Linked DNA regions of Zea mays: region 2 is linked to region 1. Evidence: chromatin contacts called from public Hi-C data. All regions are on one chromosome and are shown on one strand. The core of a region is the stretch at or near the end of the contact, and the rest is flanking DNA. Distances in the headings are between cores, read along the strand shown. Region 1 holds the start of LOC100383574 (Nucleotide/sugar transporter family protein). Region 2 holds the start of LOC103627437 (phytosulfokine receptor 1).

Region 1 (7,174 bases), core at 1,674-4,173:
AGACCAACATGAAGTGCTATATCATGATCCCAAATATGTTCTTGGTTCAGTGTCACTGTCTTCATTGATAACGCAAGAACTGGTAGTACAAATTCAGGTGTAGTTGTGGTGCTAAAGAATCGCTGCGTTCAAGCAATGCATTTCAAACAAGCCCTTACAATGGAATATTGCGGTGAAAGATCTCGATTTGATGACTGGAATTGTTCGCTCGCTAGGGTTGAAACAAGGGACTGAATTGAAGAATTGCGCTGTCCAAACCACCGACGCAGCTTGCCCGTTTGCCACAGGAAGCGATGGAATCCAAAGCAGAGCGCCAGAGCCTTCAAGAATCTGTAAAGCATTACGGCCCATAGGCCTGGTTCCCCGCCGGGAGTGTGGGCTCCCAAGCAGGCTCAATGGACCAAGGTCGTCGTGGACTACTTCGTTGGCCCTTCTTTCGCATGATCTCGCATGTGCAGGAGAATCCACAAATGGCGTTATGTTCCCTCGATTCTTATTCTGACGGACCGCAGATACCTGCGGAAGCGCAGATGGGAGCTGAAACTCTCTTTCTTCTTCTTTTCTGAATCCAAGGAGAACTGAAACTCTGAAACCACCGGGCGTCCACATCGAGTGTCTGCGGGAACTTCTGCATCTGCACCAGTCCTCTGTGAAACAGTTTTTTTCACACAACACGTGTGCCACCGACAAAAGGTGGTGGTGCAGTGCAGGTTGGAGCACACGAATCTACCAGTCCTCGCCATTCTTCACCTAACCCTAGACAGGAGTATTAACAAACACCGTCATCCTAACTCACCCACTACTTTTCCCTCGCCGAGATTAGGATGCAGCTGTTCCACGCGAGTTCTTCGTCAAACAGAATATCATGGGAGCGGTAACGCGCCATACTGAACTCGTGATTTGAAACCTTGATTTGATCCAGCACCCGGCCCGGCTACGATCCAAGCACGCACCCTCTCCTCTCTCTCTCTTTTTTCCCTGCATCGATCTGGGGCCAGAGATTCAGAGGCACGGCTGTCTGAACTGACTGGTGTGAGGTCTCACCCGACGGCCACACACACCAGGCCAGAATAATGGAGCTGGTCAGACTGCCTGCCCTGGCGCCGCTCCGCTCCATCCACAGGCCGCGCCAAGGTTGCCTTTGCTTGCATTCACGGGAAGGCCGATCGACGCTCGCTTTACTTACTGCTGCAACCACCTGGCTCCCTCCCTCCCTCCAAGCTTGCGCCCTAAGTGACAAGGGGGGGATTGGGAAGGTGTGTGTTGTTTTCCTTGCCAATTATTGGATGGGTGAATGCTAGTAGCCTTGATGTGATGCTCCTGCTCCTGCTCCTGCTCCCGCTCCCCGTTCGGCTTAATTCTATTCGATTAGTGCCCTCGTTAGGTCGGAGAATCTGCTTTGGAGGTGCTGGGTATCTGTATTTTAGTCGGTGCAGGGGGTCTATGCATGGACCCATGCTTTCAGCGGTGCCTCATGGTCATCAGCTCTCGCAGTCCAAAAAGAAAAAACTGAGGTAACAAATAGGAGTATATTGTATGTCCAAAGTAAATAAGAAAAAAGAGAAATGGCCTGTAATTTTCATCGCATGTAGCACCTACACCCTACTGCCCCGGAAGGTAGCGTATGAGAGGATACCCCAATTCAGAAAAGTCGGGCCTTTTTTCTGTTACTATCTATAGCCAACTGATCACCACCATAAAGGTTTAACTGGTCACCTTTTTTAAGGACAAGTTTTGTATCCATTTATCGCTCGCGCGCGGGTGTATGATTAAGGGTGCACTTGAAAAATACCTTGATTAAACTCTTGATGAAAAGACCTTGATTAGTGTGTGTACCGCAAAGTTCTGCTGCGGCGTCAGTGAAGATCGAACGTCGTCTTCACGAGGACTTTTTTATTAAAGCTGGAATATTGTAGGGCGATTGGTGGCGACACCGAACGCTGCTTGCTTGCTTGCTTAGTCGTAGCAGCAACACATTGATTAGTACCACTGGTCGTCGTACGCAAATTAGTTGCAAAGTGCTGACACCGGACAATAATGGACCTCGGCCAACATCTTTCTCGCTCGGTCCTAGTCTTCTTTTCTTTTTTTCCTTTTTTTTTCCAGGACGAAACTAAAATGTGCGAGGGGAAAGTTGCAGTGAAAGATCGATCGGTCCCTTTGGACGCTGGCAGAATGGTCCAGCCGAGTCGTCGGTAGCGGCCTGCCGCAACGCCGTCCGACCCAACCGTCGCCGGCCGGCTGATGCGTGGGTCCGCGCCTGGCAGCAGCGGCGGCGGGATGCTGAGGAGCCACTCACGTCATCGGTATCCACGTTTTGGCACTGTAGGTATGAAATACTCCCTCCCACAATATAAGCCATAATCACTTTTCGCACTTATCCTACAATATAATACGTGCTCTCTTTATATAAATGTACATCGATACAGTGATAATAGAGAGAATTAAATGTATTTCTTGGTCTTTAAATTAGAGGTTATGTTTTATATAATAGGACAGAATGATTATGCTCTAAACTTTACGCGACTGTATGCATCGTTATTAATTAATTCTTAGATTAGATGTGCGTAATAATTTAGCACTGAAATTACTAGTAGATTGTGCTACAGCAACAGGCCTCGAATTGTGATGTGGACTCGGGCAACAAACATCAGTCTCGAGAAAATTTACCTGGTTCGGTGACCGTCTCTTTCCTTGTCGGTGATGCGGACTCGATGAGTCGACCACGTCCGGGACCGGAAGGGAGCTGCTGCCTGCACCGCCGTCAAAGCACGGACGGACGGAGCAGACTGCACCACCAAACACCTCCCCTCCCCTCCCAGGCTCCCACCCCCCGGGCCCCGACCTACACACACAGGTGGTGCCGGGGCCGGGCATAAAAATGCCTCTGCCTTGCGTCTCTCTCTTCTTCCTCCCCACCCCACGAGGCGCTAGCTGCGGCACGGAACCAGCGCCATTAGAGGCCACAAGCCCGCACCACGCCTCCCTCGTTCTCGCGCGCGCGCACGCATGCACGAGGAGCTGCTGCAGAGAAGAGGAGGCCTGTCGATTTGATTGAACTTTCCAAGTGAGTACTCTGCACTCTTTCCAGTGTCGTCTCAGGTTGTTCTTGAGTTCTGAACCGGGTTTCTGACGGGTTTTGTTTTCGAGCTCGAGTTCCGCGACACTGCTCTAACATGTGTTGGAGGATTTTGGCCTTGGTCCCGTGCGCGTGCGTTTCGCTGCACGTAGTCAACGGACCAAAGTGGTCAGGTTTTATCATCAAGCTTTGCGTAGGGTTTTCTCTTTTCTACGCTCTCTGTTTCACCATCCAATATTTATGTTCATATTTTTTTTAAAAAAAAACAGCACAGAACGATCTAGTTCTTCTTCTGGTCATCTGTTTATTACGGTATCCTGCTCAAATAAATTTGTTTCCGGTATATGAATTTAGACCAAAAGCTCCACCTGATTGATACACAGGGCTAAGCGTGGTCATTTCTTATATCAACCATTCGCTTTAAGCGCTTTACTTTAACCATTTTTTTTACTTTAACAAAAAAAAGATCATTAAATAGCGTGTATGCAAACGTGATCAATCATTTCGCAACACAGGTAGGATTCCGTTGGATCATATTGTACCACCTCGGGCCAGAGCGAACCCACCGGTCTGTACGTCCTCGTTCCTGGCTCGCGTGCTACGATACTCAAAGTAGATCAGAGATGCGCAGTTGTTGTACGCTTGGATGCCCCAAATGCCATGCTTTTTTTTCCAAGTCGTACATGACCGTCTGCTGTGCCGGACGGCGGAACAGCAGGCACCCCAGAGATGCGCAGTTGTTGTACGCTTCGTCGCACGCCGTTTGGCAGTAGCCTGCTAGTTTGGGATGCGTCACCACGGCCCAAGACATCATTGTGTCTTACCTGCTGTTACTAAACGCCAACGTTTTTTTTTATGTATATATTCCTGGTCCTGCAGATTCAGATTCAGAAGCTGGCCAAGATGACTGCCGGTTTCCAGCTCGGCGTGATCGGGTCTCTCACGCTCTCCGTCGCGTCGTCGGTTGCCATTGTCATCTGCAACAAAGCCCTCATCAGCACCCTAGGCTTTCCATTCGGTAAGGACAGGACAGCCCTCATCGACGGTTGCCGTCCACAGATATGAACAGAACAACAGATCATGTGTTTTTTTCCCCCCGGGCTTATCCATGAACCACAGCGCGCTTTGCAGAGTCACGTGCGTTCAGCCCAATACTTGCCGGAGTATCGTATGTAAATGTAAATGTGTGCCTATGATCAATGCAGCTACGACTCTGACAAGCTGGCACCTGATGGTGACCTTCTGCACCCTCCACGTGGCGCAGCGCCTGCGCTTTTTCGAGCCCAAGGCGATCGACGGGCAGACGGTAGTTCTGTTTGGCTTGCTCAACGGGACCTCGATTGGCCTTCTGAACCTTAGTTTAGGGTTCAACTCCATCGGATTCTACCAGGCCAGTCCTCTTCTCTTTCTTCTTCTTTTTCTCTTGATTGAATATGAAGGCTCAAATTCAGTATGTTCTGCAGATGACGAAGTTGGCCATAATACCCTTCACGGTGCTGTTGGAGACTATATTCCTGAAGAAAAGATTCAGGTTAGTTTGAGGGGGGGAAACATGAGTTGGTGCTTCCTGCATACTAGATGTACTGATTGTACTCTGTTCAGACCATAACAGTGGTAAAATTAAGCACTGGGCAATACAACATTCTACATTTATCGTACAAGAAGGGTTTATTGCCGCTATAGCAAGGGCTCCTACATGGATCTCCTTGTTATCTCTTGTCACCAAACCAGCTCTTAGGGCTAATTTGGGAGCCACAAAACCGGAGGGGATTGGAGGGGCTAGAATTTTCTTTTTATTCAAATTTAAATAAGAACGGGATTCTAAAAAGAAGGGATTCTAGCTCCTCAATCCTCTCCGGTTTTGTGGTTTCCAAACTAGCCCTTAGGGTGATTAGATTTCCACCCCTTAAAAACTATTCTGATAAAAATAAGGCCCACAAGATCAAATGAGATAGCAAAATGTCTAGCCAAGCTAGAACACTGGAAACATTAAAGTAAGCTTAACTTCGTTTGTTTCATTTTTTTACCGGTCCTAGACAATATCATTTTGTTTCAGGAAACTAGGCCGGTCCCTTCCATTTACCGCTATGATAAATATGTCTTGTTGCAATATGCAGTGAGACGATCAAGTTTTCTCTGCTGGTCTTGCTGCTCGGAGTTGGCATCGCCTCAGTTACGGACCTCAAGTTAAACTGCCTCGGGTCCGTTCTTTCCGGCCTCGCCATCGCCACCACTTGTGTCGGCCAAATTGTATCCTCCTGCATTTGAATATCTCTATGCTCATCGTTCAGGGTGCGCGCGCATTCTGCACGCCTCATCGTCATGCGCATTAGTTGCCAAAAAATGATCTGCGTACGTACGATCGCTATGGCCTATGGTGTATCTCCTTAACCTGTTGAATGAAAGCTCACGAATACGATACAGAGGAAGCTGAAGGTCTCGTCAACGCAGCTCCTGTACCAGTCAGCGCCTTACCAAGCAGCCATTCTGTTCGCCACTGGCCCCTTCGTGGACCATCTCCTCACCGGCCGCAGCGTCTTCGCCCATAGATACACTTTCCCGGTTGTGGTAAGCTCCGTCACACATTCTCTGCAACGGTTTTGACAGTTTCAGAAAGAAAAAAAAAAGATCACTCCCAGGTGTAGCTCAGTTTTGGGTGGGTGACATGACTACGTGCCCAACCATGACAAGGGTGCGTGAGCTATGTTGCAGGGCTTCATCGTCCTGTCGTGCTTGATCGCGGTGTCGGTGAACTTCAGCACGTTCCTGGTGATCGGGACGACGTCGCCGGTGACGTACCAGGTGCTGGGCCACCTCAAGACGTGCCTGGTGCTGTCGTTCGGGTACACGCTGCTGCACGATCCTTTCACCGTGCGGAACATCCTGGGCATCCTCGTCGCCATCTTCGGGATGGCGCTCTACTCCATCTTCTCGGTGCGTGAGGGCAAGAAGAAGTCCGCAGGCGACGCCCTCCCGGTGTCACAGGTACGCACGTCGTCTGCCATCGATCGATCAGTCATCACACACCCAACTATCAGTCCATCACATTCTTTGCTGGAGGTGGACTGCACGGGTTTGTTAGAGCCGAGTTCAGCCATTCATGGGGCCGGTCTGAATCTGATGTTCGTGGTTGCTGCAGATGCCTGACAAGGAGACGGAGCCGCTGTTGGCGACCAAGGACAACAGCGACACCAAAAAGGCGAACGGGGTTGCTCACGACTGCTAAGATGTTCCCGTTTGCCGTTGCTTATAGCCTAATTAGTCCAGCTCTAGTGTTACTACGACGCACTGTTCTGAATCTCAGAAAGTCAGGGAAGAAGTCATTCCTTTTTGTTTCTTATAATATTGTATATGTAATATTCCTCTATTGCGAATTATAAGCCGTTTCAATTTTTTTGAAGAGTCAAGATATCTCAAATTTAATTAAAATTATAAAAAAAATTAAGACAATAAATACATACACTATTAAAATACAATTAATGAAAATATAATAAAATTTATTTGGTATAATAATAGTTATTATTTTAGTATATAAATTTAGTGAAATTTATATTTTTTTATTCTAAAAAGCAAAAATGAAATATAATTTAAAACAGAAAAATGTACTGTATTTTCACGGCAACAGGGGTGTTTAGCACGGTGTACAATTGATGCAACAGCTCTTAAAACGTTAGGACGCCTCGAGGAGTGCTAAAGTCTCATGTCCACAGTCCACTACCCCTATATACAATTCAACAGCATTATCTAAAGTGTTCTCTAAATAAAAAGGACGTTCCGATGTTTCTTATATATAAAGATTATATTTCCCTCGCTCGGTATGCATTTTAATACTTTACTAGCACAAAGCTCGTGCGTTGCGACGGTACACAAATTATTCATTAAAATATTAGTTTACAACGAAAACGAAAACACACTCTAAATACCTCATATTCTTTTCGCAAATAACCAATACATTGCAAAATAGCCCGGGACTGAGAGTCGCACAAGCCACGTGCGGTCTGCATTCACTGTCGGCGCACCTAGCTCCCATGGGCTCCACGATGGTGGGAAGCCCTCATCAAGCTGCTCACGGATGGAAATAGCTATTGCAGGATG
Region 2 (7,174 bases), core at 2,354-4,853, 350 kb after region 1:
TTGTATCTACTGCATGCAAAATAACAGAATTTTCCTTTTTCTGTTATTGAATTAGCAAGTTAGACTCTCATGAAGCATGCATTATTTAATATATAATCACCATGCATTATCTTACATTTCTCAAAAGAGAAGAACATTCATCCCGGATAGGATCAATTAAACACAAGGATTTCCCCAATGACCGCTGTCATTGAACTTGCCTTCACTTTGGTTCATCACTGGTCACACCAATGTTGTCAAGCCACATCACTAACTGATGTGTTAATGGCCGCAGTTTTGGTGAATCACTTACACACAGACATGCAATATCAATCACCTGCCTCATTTGTGTCTCAAATTTCTTATCGTACATTGCACGGTCCAAGACATCAGCTTCACGATTTTCCTTTTTCATAAGTGTAACCCATGAAACTAGCTCACGGGCTCCCTTCGGCTTGCACATGTCTATGGGCCTCTTTCCAGTTAATAACTCCAGAAGGACAATGCCAAAACTATAAACATCACCTTTGAAAGTGGCTACTGAAGATTGGCCGTACTCGGGGGGAATGTAACCCAGTGTACCAACTAGGTCAGTGGTCACATGTGTGGCATAGGGACAAATAAGCCGAGCAAGCCCAAAATCAGCTAAATGGGCTTCAAAATTCTCATCTAGAAGGATGTTACTTGACTTGATGTCACGATGGAGAATGTGAGGTTGGCATGACAAATGCAGGTATGCCAAACCTCTTGCTGCTCCTTTTGCTATCTGAAGTCTTCTTGGCCAGATTAATCTGGAGGGACCATCTGGACTTTCATGAAGCCAATGGTCTAGGCTGCCATTTTCCATGAAAGAGTATATCAGGAGTCTATCACTGCCAATCCTGCAGTAACCTTGCAGAAGCACAAGATTAGGATGCTGAGCTTTTGATAGGGTCTCCACCTCTGCTTTGAACTCCCGTTCCATCTGACCAAAATCGCCTGATAGTCGTTTGATAGCGATTGCTGCTCCATCTTGCAATGTTGCCTTGTACACTATACCAAAGCCACCACAACCGATGATGTTAGCCTGATCAAAGTTGTTTGTCGATTTCAAGATGTCAGCAATGGTCAATGCCTTATCAGCCTTGTTCTGAAACAGCAGTACAAGTGAGGCTGGTGCCAACTCAAGGGCTCGATCAGTATCTGCGACAGCCTTTACAGTATGATCCTGCCTTCTGAAGTTACTCTTCAGCACAAATACAGCAGCAATGGACAAAACAAACGCTGCCCCAACTGCAACACCCATAGCTATTCCAAATATGATGCCCTTGTTCTTTCTCTTATTTGTTGCAGCAATTGCAGGAGCAGGAGTTGGATGGCACCGGGGTAGGCCTAGGCGAATGCCACAGAGTTTAGGGTTACCCTCATAAGCCGAACTACTGAATGTCAAGAATTGACCTGCTGATGGAATGGTACCATTCAGATTGTTGTATGCCACACTGAAGCTCGATAGAAAATTCAGCTTCGTTAATGAAGATGGGATGCCTCCGGTAAGATTGTTATGTGACAAATCCAAGGATTCCAGGCTTGACATCTCTGATAGATCATCAGGAATGATGCCAGAAATATTGTTGTTGCTGAGGTCCAATACGTGTAGGTTCTTGAGGATCCCAAAGCCTGATAATATGGGGCCAGTGAGCCTGTTATGGCTGAGAACTAGGGAGGGCGGGAAGCTGCTAACCTGGTTGTACTGCAACCCTTTGCCTGTCTTGTTTCTTTTGATGAAGAAAGGGAAATAATCAGTCTCTGTAGATTCCTGTGAGACCTTTCTTGTTACAAGGGCCTTCATGCTAGACAAGCTTTCTGGAATTCCTCCACTAAGTGAATTGTTGGATAGATCCAAATAGAACAGAAACTCAAGATCACCAATCCATGGAGGAATATTCCCGACCAACTGATTCCATGACAGATCCAACACCTTCAGTTGTGTAAAATTAGCTAGCCATGGTGGTACTGATCCTGAAAGATGGCTATTTGCAATGACAAACACTTGGATGTTGTGAAAACCATGTATCCCAGTCATCGGCAAGGCCTTCTCATCACGGAAGTTCTTTGTGAGCACAAGGCTTGTTAGACTTGAACAGTTCTGAAGGACAGATAATGCTGAAGGGACATCTGTGAAGCTATTGTTTGAAAGTGAGAGGTAGGTTAGCGACTGAAGCTTCCTGAAACCATCAGGGATATCACCGCTGAGGTTGTTTGTGGCAAGGTTCAGGCTTCTCAGATTACGACAATCTGACAAACTATCAATTGTGCCAATGAACTTATTTGTGCCAAGGTCGAGCGAGCTAAGCTGTGTCATTGCCGAGCAGTTGAGGTTGACCTCTCCATTCAACGAATTGTTCCTCAGGTACAGCATCTTCAGTGAGGGTGAACGGCACAGTGAGGGAGGCAATGGGCCCCCAAAGAGGTTGGACTGTGCAGAGAAGAACTCCAACTTGCGGAGGCTACCAAAAACATTTGGAAGGTGCCCAAAGAATGAATTGAAAGATATGTCCAATCTCTCAAGGCTGGACAGGTTACTGAACCTTGGGCTCATCCCCCAAGTTAGTTGATTCTCTTGCAGAGACAGGACCTTCAGAGATGGCAGCCTGAATAGGTCATCTGGCAATCTCCCGGAGATGCTGTTGAGTTCGACATGTAGCTCCTCGAGCTTTGTGCAGTTCCCAAAGCCTGCTGGGAAGTCCCCAGTAAAGAGATTGGATGTGAATCGCAGCACGCTGATCTCACCAGACGACCCACAGATGCTAGTATTGATCTGCCCGCTGAAGGAGTTGTACCCTGCATCGAACGCGGTGAGGCGCTCTGAGCCACGGAACGTGGGGTGGGAGCCACTGAAGTTGTTGTAGGATATATTGAAGAGCTCGATCAATGGGAGAGACATGTTGTCCAGGAGTGTGCCAGCAAGCTCGTTGTCGCTGAGGTCGAGTCGCTGCAGCCTCTGGAGCTGGAGCACAGGCGCGGGGACGGCACCGTGGAAGTTGTTGTCGGAGAGGTTGAGCCACTGCAGCTGGTCCAGTTGCGCGAGCGAGAGCGGCAGCTCGCCCCGCAGCCTCCTGCCATGGAGGTCCAACCGGACGACCCTCCCGCTGCCGTCGCACCTGACACCGGGCCATGCACAGCAGCTGGTCGCATTTGGGTGCTCCCAGCCAGCGACGCTGCCACCGTCGAGAGCTTCAGAGAAGCCCTCCAGGGCTTTAAGGTCACCCGGGTCACAGGAGATGGTGGTCTTCTTCAGGGAGTCGACTGGAGACAGCAGCAGCAGGACCAAGACAGCAGACAAGCACAGAAAGGAACGACGTGGCCATGTGGCGGTGCCTCGCATCAAGAAATGCTCCATATAAGCAAGGACGAAGTACAGTGATGAGGTTGGGCGGGGATTCTCAGGACCTAGGCCATACGGAGCGTAAAGCTGGTCTCGCCTGAGCGCTTGCACCGGTAGCAACAATGGTGGAGAGGGGAGAAGGGAAGTGAGGTGGGAGGGAGGGAGACGATGGGAGTGGACAGTAGTGTTGTCAGGAGGGGGCGGGGCGGCGCGGCGTGGGTCGGTTTTGACTTGTGATTGTGCAGGCACTCAGCCGTGGGTGGCCCGAGTTTTCTTTGTCGAATTGATTGTCTTTTTCAACTTGCTGAAAGAATCCATGGTCGGACGTCTTTTGACCTCTGTTCAAAATTGGCCTAACCGTCGTTCTCAAGCCTCCCTTTCTCTCCATTTGGCTTCCATGAAACGCATGAGTATTATAACTCTCAAGAAAGCAGACCATTCTGAGGATAGAACCTGCATACCGAATAGTAGATATTAATGAATATTGTCCCAGCCGGATCAGTGCTACCTTTGTGCCCATATTATCAGAAATAAAATATAACCGTGCTTATGGAAGATAATGTTTGCGAAACAAACTATTACACTTTTTTTAGTTTTGGAATCGTTTAAGCTGTACGTGTCGATTCATGCACTAAGTACTAGGTCCCTTACATTAAAGAAATTTAAGTACTTGTCCTGGGCACGCTGACCCGTAGGGACTCCACATTCCGCTGTCGCTGGGGGTTGGGGTTGGGGTGGGGGATGGCGATGGAAGATTAGCAGCGAAGTCAACCGCTAGCGGCAGGTGGCACGTGTGCCGCCGCCGCTTTCGGCCGCGCCAACGCCCCGCGCGCCAGGGCGCGTGCCAATGCCATGCATGCCTTGCACACACCGCGCGTCAGCGGGGCGAAGGACCGGTGGATTGCTGGCTTGCTGCGTCTGGTGACCGGTGGTGGCTGCGTCGGGGATGTGACGGTCCAATTGGCGGGTATGCTGGATCTGTTGACTATTGGTGGCGGGAACTGCATAGCCGGCTTCGGCTGGCTCACTTTTTTTTTCCATCTGCTTCGGTTTGATGTCGTCTTCAAGCTGTGCTATGCCTATCAGGCTACAGGGAAAACCAATACGGCGCCATACACCTCAGACACACACTATTATTACAGGGAGAATGAAAGAGACGGGATTTTGATTGATACACCGAAAGATCGTTTTTCTTCTTCTTTTGCGGGGGTGGGATTTAAATAAAGGCAGGAAATCATGTGATTCTATTGAATTCAGTGTTGAACGTCTTGGCGCCACGGGTACTGTACTAGATCACATCCGATGTCGGTAACAGATTCATTAGGCCCCACTTCGGCAGGACTTTTGTTTGTGTCTTCTTCACCAGCTTAATAAAGATCCTACCAAACGAGCGTTTAATAAAGAGAACGGCTTTTGAAGCCAAAACCAAGAACAGAATAATGAAGTGAAACCTTTTTTTTTCTGTGTGCAAGAAACCCAAACCACTAAACACATGGATTCTTTTGGTTTCACCGTTTTTTGAGAAGCTAAAGATCTATCAAACAGACACTTTTTTTATTTCGAGATAATGCTATTTTAAATTGTTTGTTCAGTTAACCTTGTTGGATTGCCTCATTTCATTGGAAAACGTAGGTCTGCTGCTATGTTATACGAGAAAATTGAGTCTGTTCTACAACCATTGACGAGCCTATTTTTCAATCCTTAACAACAGAACCATTCAGCTTTCAACACTTAGATATAAGCCACATTTTAGTATTTACTGAAATTTAGAGAGTGGATTTGGGTGACGTGGCGTTGCCGCAACTCTCAGTGGCTTCTCTGTTTTTTATTTATTTACCATTGGCTTTCAAATTTTAGGAAGCAGCTAGGTGGCTGACACATGTAACGCACATGTAGCTACGTTTTCATTTTAACATTTAAAGTTTTTTCCTATTTGAAAATAGTTTTTGCAAATATTTTTTTATTGTTTGATCATAGTTCTCTCTCTCTATGTATCCCACTACGGGTCTGTATTGTTCTATTGTATGGTTCAGCTGTAGATCCAGCTAACGGTTGTGGGAAAACTACAACATGTTTAGTTAAAGCAACTGGTAACCGTAGATTCTTTAAAAGCATGATAGCTTGTTATATGAATGACAGAAATCTGGAAAACCTAGGATAGGAGATGATTATGAATTGAACTAGAAAGTATATAGATTTTTAACAATGTATTCTACTCCCGTATCCGCTTTGTTGAGATTCCAATAACTTTGGTATCGAATGCGGTTCATAAAACTGAACCAAACATACCCTACATCACTCCGTTTGAATTCCATATCACTAGCTTCGACTAATTCTTTGGCTTAAACCTACTGTTCTATCTCCTGTCTACCTTTTAATTTGACCCACTGTCCCATGGCATGATGCCAACTCAAAGATAGCCTTAGGGTGTATTTGGTTTGACTTTTGGCTTTGGCTTTTGATTCCTAAAAGCCAAAAGCCAACCAAAGGGCTGGATCTAGGAAGCAGCTTTTTCTAAAAGCTAACTTTCTCATAGTGCAAATCTGAAAGCACATCTGGACTTGCTTTTAGTGGCTTTTCGGATGAAACTGTGAAAACATATATCGAATAATTTTTAACGACTTTTAGTGGTTTCCACCAAACGGTTTTTAGCTTTTTAACAGCTTACAGCCTACAACAGCCTTTTCCATAGCTCACAGCAACTTTTTTCACAGCCCAACCAAACAGACTCTTAAGTTTCTTCACGATGAACCCAATTCGTCAATAAAACACTCATTTGTTGGTCTACCGCACCGATTACTTATTCTACCGGCCTCATTAACTCAATTGGAGTTTGTATACGTGCTTGAAATGATAGAGACATAAACCGAGTAAAGGAGCCGATAACTTACTCCGCGATTTACCTACCTCTGAAGTGCGCTCCTCTCTATGGCCACTCCCACTCCACACACTCGGTCATTGTTGCCAATTACCTACCGTAAGTGCAACTCCACGTACAAGCGCAGCTTTTTTCAACCCTCCTTTTTTTCCCACCTTTTTTGGTGCCCACGAATGGCCGGTGTTGGAACGACCTGTTTTTGCACTTGGAGGCGTAGAGCGTTTGAATCTGGAGGCCTATGACTATGACGGACACGGTGGCCAGCGTACGCCGGCCTAAGATCACCGTCAACTGCCCGCTAGATTTGGACCGCGCCGGCGTTGAGCTATGATCCCACGCCATGGTCATTTGTACTGGAATTCGATCGCCGTCCCTCAACTTGTCAAAAGACTGGGCGAGTACTGGAACTTGCACACGGGCACAAGTTGATCTAACAGTGGGGGGAATGTTAGCACAAACAGGGTTTTAGCACGTGATGGCAAAAGCACTGTTCATCTGGCCTCTCACGGGCACTGTGCGGGGGTATTTATAGGTACCTGAGCACGCAGCGCCTTGAGCTAAGGACGCATGTGCCCTCAGCTACCTAGGTTATCCCCAGAATATTCCCATAAAGCGGGGTTACAGACCGTAATTACAGGGATGCTTTTACAAATTAGGCCCGTAACGCACAGCGGCCACGCGGGGCCCGTTACGATGGGCCGGATCGCACGTGGGCCTCTGAGCTGGACGAGGCCGCACAGTGGGATGCCCTTCGTCGCCGGTCTTCGTCTGGCGCGGTACATGCGAAGGGTGTCCCTGCCTGCTTTGTCTGTGTTAGCTCAGCTGCTGCAGCGAAGGCTTCGAGCGAAGTGTGGCGCCTTTGACTTCGCCCCAACATTTGCCCTCTGAGGGACCAGTTCGACAAAGTCACCTGGTGCCGAAGACGTCGCTAGATGGCGGAGACGCTGCCCTCG

The links. Hi-C and Micro-C count contacts between places; a contact is called where the count stands out from the background.
Region 2: a contact with region 1 is called in a Hi-C map of leaf, with 7 times the contacts expected there. The contact joins the promoter of LOC103627437 here to the promoter of LOC100383574 in region 1. A contact is called at or near these places in 4 of 25 Hi-C or Micro-C datasets (bundle sheath and leaf).

Annotation. Positions count from the first base shown.
Region 1 is chr5:190,637,407-190,644,580 of Zm-B73-REFERENCE-NAM-5.0, forward strand. LOC100383574 (Nucleotide/sugar transporter family protein) reads left to right here and starts at 2,924. Exons shown (of 8, transcript NM_001176222.1): 1 at 2,924-3,067; 2 at 3,959-4,097; 3 at 4,285-4,469; 4 at 4,543-4,610; 5 at 5,197-5,329; 6 at 5,486-5,647; 7 at 5,792-6,064; 8 at 6,219-6,477. The coding sequence starts at 3,983. The coding sequence ends at 6,305.
Region 2 is chr5:190,990,381-190,997,554 of Zm-B73-REFERENCE-NAM-5.0, forward strand. It overlaps LOC103627437 (phytosulfokine receptor 1), which reads right to left and starts at 3,604. Exons shown (of 1, transcript XM_008647734.3): 1 at 1-3,604. The coding sequence starts at 3,358. The coding sequence ends at 203.